Linked DNA regions of Mus musculus: region 2 is linked to region 1. Evidence: chromatin contacts called from public promoter capture Hi-C data. All regions are on one chromosome and are shown on one strand. The core of a region is the stretch at or near the end of the contact, and the rest is flanking DNA. Distances in the headings are between cores, read along the strand shown. Region 1 holds the start of Rps6ka2 (ribosomal protein S6 kinase, polypeptide 2). Region 2 holds the start of Mpc1 (mitochondrial pyruvate carrier 1).

Region 1 (3,166 bases), core at 14-2,513:
ACATCACGGGGAGAGATGCTGAGGTCAAGTCACAAGTCACAAGCCAGTGTACACTGTCTCTACTGAAGCTGCAAACCCTTACACTGCATGCAGCCTATCTCTGGAGCCCCACACCAGAGGGATAGCAGTTCCTAAAAGCCCGCTCTAGATGGGACTGACTCCTGCTCCAGGTGAAATTAGCCCTTTGATGTTTTATGTGACGTGGGTTTCCCAGCATGTTGGATCTTTTGATTCCTGTGTCCTTTATGACTACCACCAGTCTGGGTGGGAAAGTGTTGAGAACTGCCCGGTGGGCTGCATATCATGCAGGAGAGTGAATCTGTTTTCTCCAGTGGCCAAAGGAACTGGGCTTACCCTCAGCTCTTCTCTAATCTGCTTCTATTCTGCCACGGGGCATAAGACTTTATTAACCTCAGCCTTTCTTTTTGTGTGACTAGGAAGGATCATTTGGACTTAGGTTAAAGCAGGCTCTGATTGCTTCCTCAGACTGAGACTCAGGATGTTCCTGCTGCTGGCCCTGATAGTCATCTGTGAGGATAATTGTCTATAAATGGAGCCCGAGGTCACAGAGAGCGGATGTGAGCCTTTGTTCTCAGCTGCTGGCCCCGACCACGTGAGGCGTCCTCACCGAGAGGAGGAAGGCCGCTGACACTGCGAAGCAGGCGGGGTCCTCTCCCAATGATTCCCCAATAAGCAAGGAGTTGCAGGGACCAGCTGTAGGAGTGACCCGAGTGTAGTGCTTGTGGGCGCTTTTCTAGCATGCTAGGTCATTAAAGTTTTGCTTTGCAGAGAAATTCAAAATGCTAAGCGTGGAGTCCAAGTGGACAGAGGTGTTCGGAGAAGAACACAACAGCTCGGACAGAAGAGGCAGGGAGACAGGACAAGAGCAGCGTGCCTCAGGAGCGACTGATTAAGCTCACAACGGGCGTGGGCGCTGATTGGCGGCCGTGGCAGTGGGCAGGGCGATACTGCACCCCACTGTTCTCTGAGGGCAGGAGTTGTAGGAGAGGGAGGAGTAGGCAACGGCGCTGATTGGAGGCGTTCACGGGGACAACGCCCCTGGGCAGGATGGCTGGTGATAATTGGAGAGTACGGTGGTGGGCGGGGTGAGGGTGGGGCTGTCCGGAGTAGGTTTTCCGACTAAAGGGGAAAAGAGCTCTGGCTGCGGGCACTGATTGGTGGGTGGGCGTGTAGGCGTGGCGCAGCGTCGCACTCTGGTTGGTCGGAACGACGCTGGGTGTAGTCTATGGGCGGGGCAGGTTGCCGGGAGCTGGTACTCCTGGCCGGAGGCAAAGGCGCCGCGGGAGTGATCCAGGGACCCGGGCCCGGTGGCCGGTGCGGCCTGCCCTTTGTGCTTGCAGCCCGCATCCGCGCCGAGGGCCGCCGCGTCGGGCTCCCCGGCGCGCGTGCCCGCCAGCGCGCTGCCTAGCCTGGGATGTGCCGGGGATGCGCGCCCGCCGGCCCTGCGGCTCCTGGCAGCTGGGCGCGGGGCGATGGAGCTGAGCATGAAGAAGTTCACGGTGCGCAGGTTCTTCTCCGTGTACCTGCGCAAGAAGTCGCGCTCCAAGAGCTCCAGTCTGAGTCGCCTCGAGGTAAAGGCCCTCCCCGGGAGCGCGCAGGATGCGGGTCCCCGCTGCGCCTGGAGTGGGCATGTAGAGCCTCAGGGCGTGCGGCTACAGTCCAGTGCATCATCACCCCAGACCGGAGCCAGCTGTGGGAAGTTATTTGAAAACTGGTCCAGTTGTCATGAAAATCTATCAAATCGACTCCAAATGTTAGCACTTCATAACAACTGCAGAGAGCGAGTCCTTGCTGCGATTGAAGTTAACCTCAGTGAATTTCTTTCTAGTGCCCCTGTGTGCACAGGATTCGGGGTCACTCCTAGAGAGAGGCTTTAGAGGAGGGGTGCGGTCGGTGCAGCTGGGTTGCCGCGTGGTGTGGGAGTGCTTTGGGAGGCTACATGAGTCCTAAGTTTTGTAGCCTCTGGCGCCTGCCCGTTTTACCTTGAGTCTGGTACTGTGTGGATCAGGGTATTTGAGATCAGTGTAGAGTTGACCAAAGCAACTCAAGAGGGCTCTGTGCATTTTGGTGTTCCTAGGTGGTGGAGTGCCTGACGCAATTCCCCCGCAGCCCAGGCTTTGAGATAGATTGGCTCTGAAACCCGAGGGATGCCGGAAAATCTTGACCTTTGCAGGTCTCGCATCTTCCATGTCCAGTCGTCTGTGATTTTAACGGTGGCTTTCATTTCTGACTAACAACTAAACTATCCTCATCCCAGTGCTCAGACCACGTTGTTGATGAGTCCATAGAGAGCAAAACCGTGTGACCCGCTTTGCTAGTGAAGTGTGTAAGAGAAAGTTGACAACTAACCTAGAGATTTCATGGAACATTGATGTCCCTGCTTCAGTGCAGGCCCATATGGAATTGTGTGTGTGGTTAGAAAAAAATATCACAGATTTCATGTTGAATTGCTCTGTCTCAGCCTTAGTATGTTACACACAGGCAAAGGGCTCTGTGATGATCAAGAGACCTTTTAAGTCCGGGGACAGACTTAAAACCACCAGGGAACTGCTGTTGAAAAAGTTTCTGTTGCTAAATTCCAGCTCAGAATTGAATAGAGTAGAGCGGTTCTCAGAGAGCAAAGCACTGATTTTGGACAAACACAATTATCATTCTGGTAATGGAGAGGGGTATTTAAACTTAATGATGAGAGAAATTGAATAAAAGTTCATTTTTTTTTCTGGTATTCTGCAAAAATCTAGCTAACAGGAACAGAAATTACAGAAGTATTACCTTCCCACCAGATGTGTTTTTATCATCTATTTTCTCATAACGCCAAGTTTATTATGCTGTCCCTTGTCTCTGAGCTGTTGCTCTTGTCTCTTCGTCTCTGTGAGCAAACTCTATGTGCCATTTATAGAGGAGTTGGAGGGACCTGGGTGTTACAGAAGCCTGTGTGCTGATTCAGCAAGGAGAACTGAACTAGGCTGTGGAAAGGCCTCAAATACTGTGGTGAGCAAGATGCACATATGTTGGGGGCAGTAAAAGTAATTTTGTGTGTGTGTGTGTGTGTGTGTGAATAACATTCCTAAGACCTGTGTGTGTGTGAATAACATTCCTAAGACCCCTAGGATGTGGTATACTCTATAGATATGCAGAAGGTCAC
Region 2 (2,913 bases), core at 250-2,749, 1.1 Mb after region 1:
AGGGAATGTCCATTCTTAATACTTATGCATTCCCTTGAGTGTTTGGTTTAACTTCCTATATTCATTTCTGCCAGTGCATTCCAGACTTCATATTCCCCAGTGGCATTCTAAATTACTCAACTTTCCTTGATTTGAGGTATAATCCCCAAATTGTGCTTTTGTTGTTGTTGCTGTTTGTGTGTTTTTTTTTTTTTTTGTTTTGTTTTTTTTGCCTGGCCTTGTTTTTTGTTTTTCGTTTTTTAAATTTTGTTTGAGACAGGGTTTCTCTGAGTAGCCAGGGCTACAGAACTAGCTATATAGACACGGCTGGCCTTGAACTCAAATCCTCCTGCCTCTGCCTCTGCCTCTGCATCTTCGGTGCTGGGATCAAACTCATTTGCCACCAAGGCCCGCTTCAGGTTCGGTTTTGGTAAGGAAGAGAGTCCCCTCTATTCTCGGAAGATTGTTAGAATAAACCGGCAAAAATTAAATCTGAGAAAAGCTGCACATATTTACTATGCATAGAAGGGGAAAACCACAGAAGATTACCATTCGTTTAATAACTTTCGCCCCAAGCCCCACCCCGAGGACTCAGTGGTGACCTTGAACTTCCCACCACCCAGCCTGGTTTACGGCAGTGCTGGAGATGGAACACAGCCAGGGCTTCCGGAGCAAACCTGGCAAGAGCGCTGCAGTCCGGGCCCTGCAGACCCTTCCCTATAAGGGGAAGGTCGTCTTCAGCCTCCTTTTGGTAAACAAAGACTGACACTGGCACGAACTCAGGGGACGGGCCTTAGCGACCCTTAGCGCGGTGTGGCCTACTCGGGTGTGGCTGCGAGCAGCCTGAAGGCAGTTGTGTTCTTCACGCGATCCGGTTTACGGCGGAAGGGATTCTGTCACCTTTCCTCTCCTCAAGAGTGGTAGTGGTGACAGGAAATGTAGCCAGGCCCTTCTCATTACCTCCGGCTCAACTCTCTCTGCATTCTGCCCCCCCCCCCCCCGCCATGTCTGGGGTGTGGCTCTGAGCCTCTGCGGGTGTACAGGCTAAAGCTGCAGTATGCACGCTCCGGGCACTTATGTAACCTGTGCTTTCCACACGTGGGCAGCCACACTTCTGGAGACTGAGGCTCTTAGCTATTTTTAACTGCCTCCCTCCTCTGCACTCGGTGACTCCATCCCAAGCCGGTCGCCGCCGGTTTGCAGGATCTCACCGTCTCTGTGCAGCCGCCCGCGGGGCAAAGGGACAGGCGAGGGGTGACAGGAGCCCGACCTGCCCACCACGCCCCGCTGAGACCCCGGAAGCCTGCCCAGGACCCCCGGGCAGAGGAGTGTCACCCTCGCAGCCCCTAGCAACCGCCAGTCGTCCGGGCCGCCGGGCCCTTTTACGACGGCAGCCCCGCGGCGCGCACCGCCCCGAGGGCAGGCGGGGGGTGTGTCGACCGCGGCAGCCAATCCCGGACGCGCTCTGCGGTCTAGCGCGTTCTCATTGGTGGAGCGCCGAGCGGTCGTAAGGCTTCTCCGAGTGTCGTGAGGCGGGCGCTGGGGTGAGAGCGCCGAGGGCCTCAGCCGAGTCCACAGCGGTGTCATCTGTCTAGGTAGCGGCTTCACCGCCAACGGCACGGCCATGGCTGGAGCGCTGGTGCGCAAAGCGGCGGACTATGTCCGGAGCAAGGACTTCCGGGACTATCTCATGAGGTGAGCGTCATGGTAGGCCGTGGGGGAGCCGCCCGCTGCGGGAAAACCCTGCGGCGCCGTGCCAAGGTAGGAGAGCGGCGCACGGGTGGAACGCGCTCCTACCGGTGCCCGAGGGGACGGCGCTCCCGAGGGTACAGCAAGTGACCGAGGGGATGGCGCTCCTACCTGTGACTAGGAGGGCAGAAGGGACAGCGCTCACACCCGTGCCTGAAGGGACAGCAGGACTCAGGGGACGTAGCTCCCACCCGTGACCTAAGGGACCGCAGGTTACTGAGGGTACAGCGCTCTTGGTTAAGGCGACCTAGGGAATGGCAGGTGACAGGGAACAGCTCCAGCCCCGCGAACTGAAAGACATGGTGTGACTGGGGACCCCGCCCCAACCTGTGCCGGAGGGGACGCCTCTCCCACCCATGCCCGAGGGGACAGCGCTCCCACCCGTGACTGAGAGGACGACAAGTGACCGAGCGGACAGCGCTCCCGGGCAGGACGACCCAGGGAATGGCTGGTGACAGGGAACAGAGCTCCAGTCCTTGACTGAAAGACGCGGTGTGACTGCAGGGACGCCGCTCCGGCTCGTGACCGACCGGACGAACACCGCTCCTGGGCAGGCAGTCAGGATGCCCTTGCGTGGGTTGACGTGGGGACACTGGGTGCTACCATCCCCCTCCTCGTCTCCCGGCCCGGGACTTGGCGGGAGCGGTGCTGGAATGTGCCGGGATCCGGGTAATGGGAGCTAGAATTTGCAGCACAGAGGGCGGGGTTTTTTTTTTTTTTTGGTTTTTTGTTTGTTTTTTTGTTTGTTTGTTTTCCATTTGACGGTGCTTGGGGGAGGGGGACCGGACAATCATGTGTCGCAGCCACGCAGTGCGTCTGAGAAGAGGCATTTACTTGCAAGGTGTGTGTCCCGAGGGCTTGACATTGAGAGGTTGAAGAAGCACTTTCCAGAATTCATTTTCAGTTATAATTTCCTGGTGCCTGATTCTATTTTAAGGATCTCACAAAATTTAGAAACCGATTACAATATTTCCAAGCATAGTTTTATTTTCTTGTGATTTTAAAGTTAGATAAGTGGAGGGCTGCTTTTTAATTTTCTTCTCAGTGGTCAATACCGAGCCTGCCAGTGGTGGCATTCGCCTTTAATCCCAGCACAAGGGAGACAAGCTGGAGGATCTCTTGAGTTCAAGGCCAGCCAGTCTACAGTAGTATTGTAGTTAATAGTAAATACTTAGTGCCTTGAGT

What was found. Capture Hi-C pulls out chosen DNA fragments and counts their contacts.
Region 2: a promoter capture Hi-C map of adipose tissue shows a contact between it and region 1, with 3 times the contacts expected there. The contact joins the promoter of Mpc1 here to the promoter of Rps6ka2 in region 1. A contact is called at or near these places in 2 of 115 datasets of contacts at active chromatin or transcription factors (embryonic stem cells and stem cell-derived neural progenitor cells) and 2 of 9 other capture datasets (adipose tissue and liver).

Annotation. Positions count from the first base shown.
Region 1 is chr17:7,168,852-7,172,017 of GRCm38.p6, forward strand. Rps6ka2 (ribosomal protein S6 kinase, polypeptide 2) reads left to right here and starts at 1,264. Exons shown (of 21, transcript NM_011299.4): 1 at 1,264-1,592. The coding sequence starts at 1,494.
Region 2 is chr17:8,282,288-8,285,200 of GRCm38.p6, forward strand. Mpc1 (mitochondrial pyruvate carrier 1) reads left to right here and starts at 1,500. Exons shown (of 5, transcript NM_018819.5): 1 at 1,500-1,674. The coding sequence starts at 1,604.